Regions from separate parts of the Rattus norvegicus genome. Here region 2 is linked to region 1. The links are chromatin contacts, called in public Hi-C maps. All regions are on one chromosome and are shown on one strand. The core of a region is the stretch at or near the end of the contact, and the rest is flanking DNA. Distances in the headings are between cores, read along the strand shown. Region 1 holds the start of Polr2b (RNA polymerase II subunit B). Region 2 holds the start of Srp72 (signal recognition particle 72).

What was found. Hi-C and Micro-C count contacts between places; a contact is called where the count stands out from the background.
Region 2: a Hi-C map of liver shows a contact between it and region 1, with 3 times the contacts expected there. The contact joins the promoter of Srp72 here to the promoter of Polr2b in region 1. A contact is called at or near these places in 5 of 12 Hi-C or Micro-C datasets (the A7r5 cell line, Schwann cells, liver and 1 more).

The regions. Positions count from the first base shown.
Region 1 is chr14:31,185,684-31,193,332 of GRCr8, forward strand. Polr2b (RNA polymerase II subunit B) reads right to left here and starts at 3,539. Exons shown (of 25, transcript NM_001106002.1): 1 at 3,390-3,539; 2 at 749-821. The coding sequence starts at 3,408. It overlaps Noa1 (nitric oxide associated 1), which reads left to right and starts at 3,887. Exons shown (of 7, transcript NM_001401447.1): 1 at 3,887-5,114; 2 at 6,324-6,488; 3 at 7,488-7,649. The coding sequence starts at 3,965.
Region 2 is chr14:31,545,660-31,553,308 of GRCr8, forward strand. Srp72 (signal recognition particle 72) reads right to left here and starts at 4,315. Exons shown (of 19, transcript NM_001170601.1): 1 at 4,185-4,315; 2 at 2,669-2,789; 3 at 597-720. The coding sequence starts at 4,293. It overlaps LOC120096737 (a long non-coding RNA gene), which reads left to right. Exons shown (of 2, transcript XR_010057688.1): 2 at 1,348-7,649.

The DNA of each region.
Region 1 (7,649 bases), core at 2,289-4,788:
GGAAAAAAAAAAAAAAAATGAGAAAAAAATTTTCTTCTTTTGCTATAAAATTAGTGAGATAACTTGCAAAAATGTAGATTCTGGAGGTTAAATAAGGCTATTGTATCAGTATTAATTCCTATACTGTGATTACATTAAAGTGCCTGCTATTTACTCTTCAATGTTTCTTGGGGAAAAATGCACAAAGAAAGGAAGAAAAAAGAAAGAAAAAACTTATGGAGGCCAGGTGTGGTGGCACATGCCTTTAGTCCCAGCATTAAGGAAGCAAAGGCAGACACGTCTCTGAGTTTGAGGCTGGGGTTTACAAAACCAAATCCAGAATGTCCAGGGCTACAGAGAAAAAACCATGTCTCAAAAAACAAAAAACAGAATAGCATAAGGACAATATTTAAGGGCTTCAATGAGGTACATAAATGAATTTTTTAGCTTTTCTCTAAGGTGGAAATATTTTAAATAAATAAATAAAGCCAAACATGGTGAGGTGTCCCTGTAGGATTCCCAGCACTCAGAAGGCTGAAGCAAGAGTGCTGTAAGTTCAAACCAGCCCAGCCTACAGCAAGTTCCACAGCATGCAGAGCTACATACTGTTCTGTCTGCATAAAACAAAGCAACCCTGTAAGTAACTAATATATGTTACTTACACATTAGCAAGCACAGATACGGCCGAGGACTATCTAGAAGGAACAGAACAACAGGACCTCACACCATCTTGTATCTACTAAAGCTGTTCCGTTTGGTCTAAAGTTACCTGATCACGATCCAGCATGCTTCCTGCCACAAATCTGGAGTGATTTCATCATCATCTTCATCATATTGCATATCTGCAAAAACAATACACTATGCTCACTGGCCATGAGATGCCACAAGTTCAAACGTTACCTCTATGAAATAAATAGCACTCTGCTAAGAGGCAATCACTTCACCCCATTTTCCTAGAATTTCAGAAAACTAATGTCATATCAATATTCTTCCTATATACAGAGATTTTACAGCAAAGTTTCAGTTAAGTTGTGAGAATTTACAATTTCTGTCTGCTCCAGAAAGTCCGTGTAGCGCTTAGCAGGAGCAAGATCCTCTAACCAGTAAGGCCTCAGAGACAATGATGAGAGAGAAAATGGTTTAAATAACTGAGCAACACCCTGGGGTGGTCTGTGACTGCAGCATTTCATACATTTATATACGCATATTTCACCTGTATACAGTATACATGCATGTATATGCATACTTTTTTTTTCTTTTTAGAGACAGGATCTCACTATGTAGCCTAGCTGGCTGGAGCACACTCTGTACAAGAACTGGTCTTAAACTTACAGAGAGCTTCCTGCCTCTGCCTCTTTTTTTTTTTTTTGGTTCTTTTTTTCGGAGCTGGGGACCGAACCCAGGGCCTTGCGCTTCCTAGGTAAGTGCTCTACCACTGAGCTAAATCCCCAGCCCCCTGCCTCTGCCTCTTAAACCATGAGTAAAGACATGTGCCAACAAGCCTGGCCCGTACAGACTACATGTTCCAAAGATTACCATGACTGTGTTTCCCAACCCTCTTAGTCTAAGAGATCATGACCCTCCTACTATCAAGATCAGGAGTCAGCTAGGCATGCTGGTTTCAGCACTCAGGAAGCAAGAAGTAGAAGAATCACCATAAATTACAGACCAGTCTGAGAGACATCATGAGACCCTGCCTCAACAAGAAACAAAGATAAAGGGTCTATACATCCTCTCCTTGAATTCACATCATTTTCGACTCTCCAGGAAATAAAGCCTGCTGCTACAATGAGGTCACATGGTTTTTCAGAACATGGGTCAGAAAAGGCATTGTAAGTCTAACTTCTTTGCTCTGAAGGCCAGAACTGTTACTAAAAAAACTTCTAATACTTTCCCAACACTCACTGCTAAGCCAAACTGTAAGAGCCACTTACAGGTGTTCCAGTCAGAAACCCCAGGCAGGTCCTCCAGGCCCCTCTTGGCAACACTCAGATTTTCTTAAATCTTATTTTTATTTTATGCATAAGCTCTTTATGCATTCTTGCATGCATGTGGCCAGATATGGACCACTGGATCCTGCAGATTTATGTGTGGCACTTTCTGGGAGACAACCCAGGTCCTCTGCAAGAGCAACAAGTGCTCTTAACTACTGAGCCATCTCTCCAGCCAACTTGATTCAGAAACTTTGAAACAGAGTCAACTCATGCCCACCATACCCTGTACAACTTTCCAAATAGTATGAACTTTTTTCCTCGGTGCCTAAGGTTGACTGCAAGGTGTTGGCCACACTAGGCAAAGCTAATACCGGGCTACATCTCCAGTCCAGTAATGAAAGCTTTATCTGAGCGCCATGTTCCTGTTAAAAATATCTGAAGAGTGAAATGTGCTGTACACAAATATATAGTCTAAGGACCATGAACCTGAGATCAAACTCCAGGACCTACATGGTACACTCCATGTGTGCACCCACACACATACTCACAAAATAAAGAAATAAATGACATAATGGCTTTAAAGCTTCTAAATTTCCTTCAAGTTAGAACTCTAAAAAGAATACAACGACTCTAATAGGTTTTAATGAGGTATGAATGGGTCTGAGATGTTGAGGCAATTTTAAAAGCTGAAGCTACTGTTTCCTCGAGAAAAAGGGAGGAGGAGGTGTAAAAGACAGCCACAAAAAATGAGAGCTGGAATAAAATGATTTTTGATCAGAGGAGAGGGAGCGTTACAAACACAACATGAAAATAAAGTGGGTAGGACTAAGAAGTGTGAAGTATGAAAAGTGAGAAACCATTTTGTCCTAGTGAAAGGGAATACAATGAACTACATGTCATTCTAGAACTGTCATCTTGTGGGAAGAAACCACTTAAAGGCCATGTTTATGTCAATTTACTTAAACTGAAAACAGTGTGAAGGAATGTCAACCCAGAACCCATTCTTTGTCCCTAATACGTTCAGAGTTTAACAGTGTCTAGCACACAGACGTAATCAAAAATTGAGCTACCCGTGCCTAGATATAAGGCTCAGAAATAGCTTTTGTGCAGACGGCAGGCCCTGGGCTCAATTCCCTGTGCCGTTTTTAAAAGAAGCTATTCAACTGTTAGTTCAAGCTTTTCGACTAAAATGATAAATGAAATCAATCAAACAACCGAATGTTAATAAGCTACACTACGTCGATTCTGGAAGGTGGTTACAGATTTAACGGGAGGCGGTAGAGGGAGCAGTCAACCTGACCCAGGAACGTGGAGCACGCACTGCTGGCAAAGCCTACACCGTTCCCGGGCTAAAGTGTAGGAGCCGGGCAGCCGGGCGCGCGCCACGGACGGGATGCGGTGGCTGGCGCAGATCCTTCATCCCCCATCGTCCCGCCTAAGTGGCTAGCAGGAGGCGTGTCTTACGTGGTCACCTACCCTCGTCGGCGTCATACATCTTGGCCAAAGGTTTCTGGAGCTCTTAACTCGAAATCACAAAACTAGAGTTGAAAAGCGCTGCAGCAAACTCTGAGCGCCAGACGAAGTAATTTCCGTCTCCGGCGTTCCCAGAATCCTCGGCGTCAAAGCGAGAGGGCGGGGAAATGAGAGATTTGCGCCTGCGCAAATAGGAAACGGCTGGCAGGAGTGAATTACGCATGTGCGAGTTATAGGTTGCTGGCTGGCGTTGAAGATAGACAGCTTCTCAGCCAGAAGTTGGATTCAGTTTATGAAAGTTTATTGTTGCGTGTTTTTTAGTGTTGTTGCACAAATGACACTTGGTTTGTGTAGAGATATATGGGAAGAATGGCTCTGGTTGTGGGCTAAGCACTGAGGACCTTCTGCTCACCCAGCCTTTGCACGTTTGACTGAATTCTCGGGTCTCAGAGCTTTCATCGCGAGAAATCTAGGCTTGGTCACGCCGTTGGACAGTTCCTTCGTTGTCTGGTCCTGGGAGTTTCTCGGACGCTAACACGCGTGCGCGCTCGAGGCCCCGCCCTCCTCGCGCTGTCCACATGCTGCCCGCGCGCCTGGGTTGTAGGCTGCTGTGCGGGCTCCTACGGGGCCCCGCACCAGCCGCTGCGTGCCGTGGCCCAGCACGGTGGCTCCTGGAGGGGAAGTGTGAGGCCACCATCTGCCAGCGTGGATCATCCCTGGGCCGCCGAGCTCCCCCTAGTTCCACGGCGACCGAGGACTGTGAAGAAGGAACCGACACGGAGGAACGCTTTCTGTTCCCGGAGTACGTCCCGGAGCGGACCCCTGAGGAACAGCTGCGGGAATTGCGGGAGCTGCGGGAGTTGCAGCAGCTGCAGCAGGAGAAAGAACGACAGAGGTTGCAGCGGCGGGAGGAGCGGCTTCAGCAGAAACTGCGGGCAGGCCTCCGGGCTCTGCCGGTCCCGGAGCTTCCAGACGCATCGGTGCCGCCCAGCGGCATCTACTGCTCGGGCTGCGGAGCCGAGCTCCACTGCCAGCATCCTGGCCTGCCCGGCTACTTGCCGGGCGAGAAGTTCCGCGATGCTGCCCAGGCGGAAGGTGGCCTGGCGCGGACCGTGTGCCAACGCTGCTGGCTACTGGTGCACCACCGCCGTGCCCTGCGCCTGCAGGTGAGCCGCGATCAGTACCTGGAGCTTGTGAGCACCGCGCTGCAGAGACCGGGGCCCGCTCTGGTGCTTTATATGGTGGATCTGCTTGACCTGCCGGACGCTCTGCTGCCCGACTTGCCCAAGCTGGTGGGCCCCAAGCAGCTCTTCGTGCTGGGGAATAAAGTGGACCTGCTGCCCCAGGATGCGCCCGGCTACTTACAGCGGCTGCGGAAGCGGCTGTGGAACGACTGTATCCGCGCCGGGCTCGTGGTGGCCCCTGGTCATCGAGGACCACAGTACCCTACTGGAAATGAGCCACTGGACGAGATAAAGAATCAGAATCCGTCGTCCAGGTCCCGCACGGTGGTCAAAGACGTGCGGCTGATTAGCGCCAAGACGGGCTATGGAGTTGAAGAACTGATCTCTGCTCTTCAGCGTTCCTGGCGCTACCGCGGCGATGTCTACCTGGTGGGCACCACGAACGCTGGCAAGTCCACTCTCTTTAACACACTCCTGGAGTCTGATTACTGCACCGCCAAGGGCTCCGAAGCCATCGACAGAGCCACCATCTCCCCCTGGCCAGGTGAGGCCCCATTGCTTAGAAATTAGATTTGACCCAGGCACCTAGTACATCTCCCCTTAAATGTCTACCTTGAGCATCCTGGAGCCGTCCCTCTCTTTGGTCATACCTCTTGGGTCAGGTTAGTGTTTGGAAATTCAATGCATATTTGGTTTTCTAATAGAGATGTTTCTAGAGGCCTGGGGATAAAGCTTGAAAGCTAAAATGCTTGCCTAGTAGACCTGAAACCTGAGTTAGTCCGCAGCATCCTCCCCAGCACTAGGGAGGAGGAAGAGGCAGGAGGATCAGGAGGAAATCAAAGCCATTCTCAGCTACATAGTTGGAGGCTACCGTGGAGTAGATCCATAAACAAACAAAATGGTTCTCTTTTTACTCTGACTGTTTACCCTCAATCTTACTCTTCACCCCCTAAATTTACTCATTCTTGGACAGTTTCACATCTGAAAGAGCTGATGCACTATGGTGTGTGAAGATACCTCAAGAAGAAATGCCAGTTTTCTGAGAAACTAACAGCTTGGCATGGGGATACTATCTGTCATCACAGCTCTGGGGAGGCAGAACCTGAGGCCAAGGCTGCCAGGCAAAAGCCTATCTGAAGGGAGAAGCTGAGGAAGGAGGGGGAAACATGCATACTTGGAGTGTTACAGTCTTAGGAATTAGGTGTGTTCCCTTGAAAGAAAGCGGAGTTTAACTCGATTAGCTACCCTTTGGCACTTCATACTTAAAGCTATCTCTGGCTGTACTATCTTGGATGTACTACAGCAGTGGTCCTCAACCTGTGGGTCGTGACCTCTCGGGGAGTCAAACAACCTTCACCCAGGGATAGCCTAAGACCATCAGAAAACACAGATATTTCCATCTGATAACAGTACCAAACAACAGTACCAACAGTACAGTTATGAAGTAGCCACGAAAAATAATTTTATGGTTGGAGGTTATCACAACATGAGGAACTGTATCTATAAACGATCACAGCATTAGGAAGGTTGAGCACCACTGATATAGAGGATAAATAGGAAAGCTGGGGTAAAATGGACTTGTATCCAGATTATGACTTAGCCTATGACCCAATCAGCAGGGCTATTTTCTCGTTTGTAAAGAGTATGGAATAACTACATAGTGGTTGTCGTAAAGTTAAAGGAAATAAATCAGAAATGTTTGGTCTTCTTCTCTCACGCTCTTTTTGAAAAATTTATTCTCTTGGTATTTCAGGTACCACATTAAACCTCCTGAAGTTTCCTATTTGCAACCCGACTCCTTACAGAATGTTCAAAAGACAAAAAAGGCTTCAAGAGGATGCGAGCAAAACTGAAGAAGATCTTAGTGAGCAAGAACAAAGTCAGCTCAATCAGCTGAAAAAGCACGGCTACATAGTAGGTATGCATTACATAGTAGGTAGGCATCCTTCCTCTGTGTAAAGTTGTTTAGAGCCGTGCAGGGCAGCCGCTGGGGCTAGCCATTTTCCCAGGAAGAGACTTCTTCCTTCCCTATTCTGGAGTATAGGCTTTTTGTAGGAAAGACTACTATCATTTGGAAACCCAAACTAGTGAAGGCAGTAAAGGTCTCTGACTAGGTTCTCCATCCCTATGGTATCTCTCGTCTGATTTCATTAATGGAAAGGAAAAGGGGTTTTTTAACACCTGACTGAATAAACACAGCCTGAAACACAATTGACTGTGGAGAGGATGACCCACATTATCTTCTAAAAAGAAGGCAAAAGTATCGTCATAGCCACACTCTTATTCATACACATAGTCTGAATGACTTACTTAAGGCAAACATAAAAGATGTCTTTGGAGCCCAGCCTAATGGTGGACACCTTTAGTCCCAGCACTTGGGAGGCAGAGGCAAGTGAATCTCTATGAGTTCAAAACCAACCTCTTCTACATAGAGAATTCCAGGACAGCCAGAGCTACATAGTGAGACCCTTTCTCAGAGTGGGTAGGTCTTCAGGGATGTCAGGTACATACCTGTACTCACAACACTTAGGAGATTTAAAAACAAACAACAACCAAGATAAATGCATACATGTGTATGTATACATACATATATATGTGACCTGTTTCCTGTAGAAGCTGAGGAAAGAAAATTCTAAGTTTAATACCATCTTGAACCATGTATAGAGAACCCATCTCAAAAACTTTTCTTGAGGCTGGAGGGATGCTCAACATTTGGAGCACTAAAAGCTCTTCCGGGGAACCCAGGTTCACTTCCCAGCACCCACATGGCAGCTCACAACTGTCTGTAACTCCCAAGATCTGATACTCTCTTCCAGACATAAGGTCAGGCAAAACACTAATGCACACATTTTTTTCTTATGACCCAAAATCAAAGCATTAACGGAATGTCTGATAACCTCGGTTTAATTTGCTGTAGGAAGAGTCGGAAGAACATTCTTGCACTCCAGACAGCAGAAGGAAGAGGTTCCCTTTGAGTTTGATGCTGACTCGCTGGCCTTTGACATGGGAAATGAACCCGTTGTGTCTGTGCGCAAAAGCACCAAACAAACAGAACTGACCCCAGAAGACGTGAAAGACG
Region 2 (7,649 bases), core at 3,065-5,564, 360 kb after region 1:
TGATATGCATACTATATATGCAAGCAAAATACCCAACATATATAAAATGACTAACTCTAATTTTAACAAACTTCAAAAAGACATATTTTCAAAGGGCATAGTTTTACAAACTATATATATATATATATATATGTATATATATATATACACACACACATATATATATACACATATATATATACACACACACATATATATATACACATATATATATATACACACACACATATATATATTTTTTTTATGAAAAAGTCTCCCAAATCCTTAACTTTCATAATTATAATTGTTAAACTTAGAATACTTACTAGTTTAATATTGGAAATATTGTCTCAACTACGTATATAGCTCACTGGCCTTTACCTTTCTAATCAGTAGTTCAAATGTCATTCAATGGCCCCCAAAGAAGTCCCAGTTTGTAGAATACTCTACGTACAACTCTTCCAGAGGACAGAAAGACCAGAGAACAGATCCAAACCTCAGGAACTGGTTTGGTGGCTGAGTTTGTGGAGCATCAGGATGTCCCACCCTGCTCCGTGTCAGGGTAGAGCAGTGTCTGTCTGCGGTGATTGACAACAGGAATTTAAAGTTGTAATTACCACTTGTCCATAAAGCTCCTTCAGTTTGTCTGTCTGCTGGTTGGCACTTTCTATTGTCTTCAAGGCATTCTCGATTCTGTTCAACCTGTACTCGCAATATGCCTTCTCAAAGGACAGAGAGTTACTGAAGGAAAAACCAAGAACAAAACCAGATCTGATTATTATCTAATAGTGTAGAACACTCTGCATATGCCAGATTGCTCTAAGCACTTGATACATGTGTAACTCGTTTTTGCTACTTTGTGGGTTCTTCTTTTTTCCACCCTTTAGCCTCCCCACCCTGTTTCACTCCCTCTTACTAGATAAGTGAGAAAGAAGGATGGGGAGAGGATCTGAATCTAACTTTTCTTTTTGTTTCTTCTTTGAACATGACTACTAACAAACCACAACCAACCCTCCCTGGAAGACCAACAACTACACACACCCCTCTCCACAACAGGGCCCTAGCATTTATATAACCTCTGAAAAGTTCCCAAAATCTTAAACATCACACAATCTCAAAAATTATCTGCAGCTGGCAAAACCATGCCTCTGGTACAGCACCAGAAAAACATAGTCAGCTACTGTGGTCAGCCTGCAGCAGCCCACATCTCTATACCTGTCTACACCTGGAATCAAAACAAAAGCACATTCTTACAGTTATATAAGTCTTATATCACCACAGCCATCTTTGTGACCTGCCTCCCAAATCACACAGGCCTTAAAGCAGCACCACATGCAGCACCCATGACCTCATCTGCTCTGTTTTCAGGACTACTGACAAAACTACTGGCATTCTGAAACAAATATTAAAGAAGCAATCATGGAAGAGCTCAATACAAGGACAATGCAAACACTCAAATGGGCCACATCTTGAGACTGAGGCATAGCAGAAGCCCTGGGTTCTATGCCCAGCACCCTACAACTGGATATGATGGTACATGTCTGTTATCACAGCCTTGGGAAGTACAGGTAAAGATCAGAAAGGTAGGCTCTTACTCAGCTACCGAGGAGCTTGAGGTTGGTTGGGAGACATGCGACACTGTCTCCAAAGAAGAAAGTTTCTTAAATCTCCTAACAAAATATACAATACTGGTTAACTTGTTCATGAAGCAAATGGTTAAGAAAAAAAAATTAGATATAAAATATGGTAACTGGAGAAGATTCAACCAAGCAAGCAGTTATTTAAATCTCCAGATTTAAAATTCATGTACATTAATGTAATATTTAAAATTCATTTTGAAGTTTTGACCATAACCCCCGCCCCCAGAAAAAACTCATCAAAGCAAATGTAAAAAAGTAACAATTCAGGAAGTTTGTGTTCTGTGAAATATAAATGAGATTAAAAAAAAAAAAAAAGGCATCAATAATTGAAAACAAACAGCTCAAAGGTCTTGGCCTGAATAATTAATGGTCCAAGGGCCAGAGGTCAGGCTAAGTTCACCTTACAGACGTCTATGCTGCAGATGTTCATGTGCGGTAAGCGTACACATGTCTGGTTGATAGGTACATCCTTGTTTTCTCCCTAGATCCTTGTTCCAAGAACCATCCAGCTCCACCAGGCCCACCTTTGGAAATGGTCTCAGTCCATAGCCCAAGACGGCTTCAAACTAGAGATTCTGCCTCAGTCTCCTCATGCTGGATCACAAGCATAACTTGTATATGTGACTCACATTTATGTTCTGCATTCTTTTATGGTTTACCCCCTTCTGAGCAGTTCAAAAGAAAGACAGCTCTGGAAATTGTGGCACATCCCATCATTCAGGAGGCTGAAGTAGGACTGTACGTTTAAAACCAGCTTGGACTGCACAGTGAGTTCCAGGCCAGCAAGATTAGATCCGGGACAAACAAATATGCAAATACGAAACAATAAAAACCCAGGAAAGCAGAAAACAAGCAAAGAGGCAAAAAAACACAAACAAAAAAAATTCTGAAATTCTAACAGTCCAGCAGAGAGGAACCAAGATCACTACTTTGTCTTCTAACTTCAGAAAGACCAATGACAGAAAAAAGGAAAGCAGGTCAAAAGGGAAGAGCTGGAGGAAGCAGTGGGTGAGGTGATAGCTCTAATAACCACTAACAGAATCACTTACTTGGCTAACACTTTGGTGTGAGTATTGATGACATTCAAGGCTTCTTTGAAACTTCCATTCTGGATAAGGCAAACAACTTTACAGTGCAAGGCCGTGACATCATCCTTGTTGATCTGCAATACTAGAGAACGTTTTTTAGGAAAGCCATTTTTAAATCCGTCCCTCAGCTCGTTTTTAACTAAATAAAAACGGGAATACAGATTGCCTAACATATGGGAGGCCCTAAGTCTAATTTTCGCCACTGCAAAACAAACAAAAACTACAACATAGGCATGATTCATCTTTGGAATGTTCCAAAGAAATATCCAAAATTCCCCTTTCCCAAAAAGAGATTGAAGAGAAATAAAATAATAATTTATTATATAATATAATAATATTAATAAAATAGTAATTCGGGCAGCCAAGGTTCGATGCTAACAGCATGCCGGTGTCAAAAGGACTAGGATCACGGTTCCCCTTGCTCCTAGTCTACCGCAGGAATCCAATTCTCAGTTTACAAGTCGGTAAAGGAATTTCTAGAAATTAATGGGTAGGGCTGAAGTGACAGTCTTGGCTGATTAAAGAATTGCTACACTGTTATACTGATACAAATATGGGTTGTAGCCCAGCAAAAGGCTAATGTTAATGCAAGTAAGTTTGTCCATACTCAATTCTAATTAGTAGCTATTTTCCTTAATGCGTGGCCACCATGACTACTTTTATAGTAATCAGGGACCTGAAGGTGCAAAGCGTGTGTTACTGCGATATTCTTTACATAACTAGTGCCTGGTACCGCTGAATGATTTGGTAGTTACATTACCAAACCTAACATACACAGGTCTATCTACTGTACAGAATATAGCATGGCCATATTACAGGCATATAGTGAAGAATAACAAATTATGGAATCTCATATTGAAGACAACTAAAATTAGAAATTATAATTCATGGGGCTAAAAACGCAGGTCAAAGTCTCCTTAGGTTATTTTAAAGGTTGGGGCTTATTCACTGGCTAATTAAGACCGGCAAGCTTTTGTACGTGCAAATGAATAAAGACCTGACATTCACACCTCTTCCCTTTAGAATCTGCAATGCTTCCACTTTGTCTGCAACAGCATGGATGCTACGTGTCAAGGCAGGTTCCTTCCCCTGCCCCAGCCCCAGTCCATAAGTTTCCTTCATGACACTATCTTGATCACTTCGCTCAAGATAATGAAGAAAAGTCAAATCTGACATCTTCGCAAAATCCGGCAGCGGAGAAGATATCAAGAACAATTTGGAAGCGGTTCCGGACGCCATGGTCTCTTTAAGTCCCCCCTCCCCCTCGCGTCGGGTCTCGCCGGGACTGAGGGAAGTAAGTACACGTGGCCCTAAGCGACCGAGCTCCGGCCGCCGGTGGCCGTGGGACAGCGACCCGCCCCCGGTTTGGGGGCCGAGCCGAACGAAGGACGCAGCGATCCCCTCCGGGCTGTGCCGAGGAGGCGCGCGCTGGACACAGGCGGCTTCCTCCTGACAGTCCGGCTGTCCCGACACTTACTTTTGTTGACGGTCTTGAGGGCACGCGTGAAGTCGCTGTTCTGCCCATAACGGTTCACCTCACTCCACAGCGCAGGGACTGACACCCCACCGCTGCCGCCGCTCGCCATCTTGGAGAAGGTGGAGGTGGGGGAGGAGTAGGGCGACCTCTGCCCCGGAAGAGGATCTCGGAGTTGGCCGGGCGAAGGAGGAAGTTGGTGGTTGCTAGGCGGCAGGGAGTTGCGAGCGCGTAGGTTCCAGAGCTGGGGTCAGAAATCGGTTTTCTTTCAAGACTTACGCCCCAACTCCTACTCAAAAGGCGACTGGAGATAGGAGGAGTCAGATTCAGAAAAGGTGCTCACCGAAACTGTCAGCCCAAAGCCGCCGGCATTCTGGTGAGACCACTGTGGTCCGACTGGCCGGGAGACACTCTTTGGAAGAGAAAAACTCCCGGTTCCTCAGGTGGTATTAGGTGGTAATTAATTTAAGGAACCGTAGAGTCGCTTGAAGGAGGCAGGTACAGGCACAGCTTCTCATGGGTGCTTCAGAATTGCCGTTTCAGGACATGAACAGGATTAGAACCTGGGAATGAATCTGGGGGAAGTGAAGATCGCTGTTGATGAAAATACAGTGAAAGGAACTGTTTAACCTCCCATTGAGATCTAGCTCAGGAGCAGTGTGGGCTGGAAGCCCGATGAGATGAGAATATCCAGGTTCTGAACTGATTGTACGACTTGTGTAGATGTCATACAATAAACTACGTCTTGGAGGTTTTCCTTAATGTACTTTAAAAAAAAAAGTTTCATGTATGTGGGTACACTGTCGCTGTCTTCAGACACACCAGAAGAGGGCATCAGATCTCATTACAGATGGTTGTGAGCCATCATGTGGTTGCTGGGAATTGAACTCAGGACCTCTGGAAGAGCAGTCAGTGCTCTTAACCACTGAGCCATCTCTCCAGCCCCTTATTGTACTTCTTTAAGGAAACTTGGTCACGCAGCCTAGTCAGTATACATTCTGGTTTCAAGGCTCAACTTCCTTGTGGAGAAGATGCATGCATGCTAAGCAAGTGGGCTCAGCATTCAGCTACACCCTCTACAAGGCTCTATTCCTGAGTGCTGATTCTTTAAGTCCCTCTAACAACCTATAGTCGTAAGGCCATAGGCCTTATTTACTTTACTTACTACCTGGGAGACCTGAACCAAACCTTCCTTCACCTCCCGTAGACTGAACCTCAAGTTCTCTTAATGTTGTTACTCAGCTTTTAAACCACGCGTCTACTTCATATTTCTTGTCTGGGTCAAGGGCTGAAACTCTAGCTGATTGTCATATGGTTCTGGACAACTTTGTGTAGTCAGTATAATAATACATGATACTGAATTTATGAGGATGAGTTTATTTTGGATCATAATTTCAGCTATAGTAGGTTGGCTTTGTTGCTTTGGAACCTCAGTGAGGAACATCATGATAGAAATCAGGTAGTAGTTACCCAAAGCTGCACACTTAATGATTACTGGGCAGGAAAAAGCTGAAGCCCCAGACAAAATGTCAATTTCAAAAGCACACTTACACTAGGCACTATCTCCTACAGCAGTGGTTCTCAACCTGCGAATCATGACCCCTGGAGGGGGGGGTCACATATTAGATATTTACACTACTATTCATAGCAATTGCAAAAAAAAAAAAAAAAAAAAAAAAAAGCAGGAACAAAATAATTTTATGGTGGGGGGTGCCACCACAACATGAAGAACTGTGTTAAAGGGTCATGGCATTAGGAAGGTTGAAAATCACTGGCCTAGACGTTCCACCACCTTTAAACAGTGTCAAAGGAGCCTCTACAGAACACTCAAGACCAACTACAGCAGATTCCCCAGCTGCTGTACATGCATCAGTCCAGTAAGTTACACGGAGTTGTGTCCCCTTTTGGGAACTTGCACGTTCATTCACAGAGTACTTCAGTACTATGTATCTGCCTGCCTGTATATAGGAATTTACATTGCTGAGATACGATATCCAGTGTACTTGGACTATGCATTTCCTACATGAGATAGGCAATAAAAATATATACTGAGTGGTGATAAGTTCTGTGAGAATCTGAGGATTACAATTAAGAATAGAGACCTAGATTTTTTCCCTTTAAAGATCAGAAAAGTCTGTGAGTATCTGCATCTGTCTTAAGTCAGGAGCTGGCAGAGTCTCTGAAGATAGCCATACCAGGCCACTGTCTGTAAGCACATCTTGTCCTCCGAAATAGTGTTGGGGTTTGGTGTCTGTGGATGGAATGGATCCCAAAGTGGAGCGGTCTCTGGATGGCCTTTCCTTCAATTTTTCTCTTGGGTGAGTGGCCCCATACCTCAACTGGAGGCCATACCTATCTACTGGAGGTGACCTCTTCAGGTTCTGTCTCCCCACTGTTGGGCATTTCAGCTGTCATCCCCATTGGGTCCTGGGAGCCTCTCCCATCCCCAGCATCTGGGACTTCCCCCAGTGCTACATACTACTATTCATTCGCCTGGCCCACTGGACTCCCCCTCCCACTCAGGTACCTACCAGCCTCTGCCTCCCATGATTATTTTGTTCCCCCTTCTAAGTTGCATTGAAGCATCCACTTTAACCTTCCTTTTTGTTAAGCTTCATATGGTCTGTGAGTTGTATTGTGGGTATTCCCAGCTATTGGGCTAATATCCACTCATCAGTGAGTTCATACCACATTGTCCTTTTGGGTCTCCTTACCTCAGTCAGACGACTTTCTAATTCTATTTACCTGCAAAATTCATATAGTACTCATTTTTAATAGCGAGTAGTATTCCATTGTGTAAATGTACATTTTCTGTATGCATTCTTCACTTGACAACTGGGTTGTTTCCAGCTTCTGGCTATTATAAATAAGGCTGCTATGAACATAGTAGAGCACGTGTCCTATTATTATGGTGGAACCCTTTCCCCTTCCTGAAACAGGGTCTCACATGGCCCAGACTAGCCTTGACTTTGCTCACATGACTTTTAATAGGCCTTCAAAGTACTTAAAGAACCTGTAAAATCAAGTGGTAAATTTTGTTTATGGATTTTTTTTTTTAAAGACAGGGTGAACGGGAATCTAAAGGTTCTTTGGATTTAGTTGTATTGTTTTGCTGGGGCAAACATGCGATTGCAGGTGTGGCAAACGTTTTACCAGAAAATAAAAGTTTACAACCCAGAGAGCACCTCCCAACAGCTAAGCAGTATTTTAGTCCATCTTTCCCTGGAATAGCTTTATTCCATATAGAACTGTCTTATTGCCCAAAACTCGCAGGAAAGGCCCTTTTAGCACCTCTTCCATTTTATGAGCTGCTTCTACCTCTATTCTCAACTTCTTTAGAAGCACAGCAAGCAAATACCCCCAAACAAACCAGGGTTAAAGCATGGCAAGGACCTAGGGTTTCCTCACCATTGTAAAAACCAACACAACAAAGTTCAAACACATTCCTTAGCTGGAGACTCATGTAGC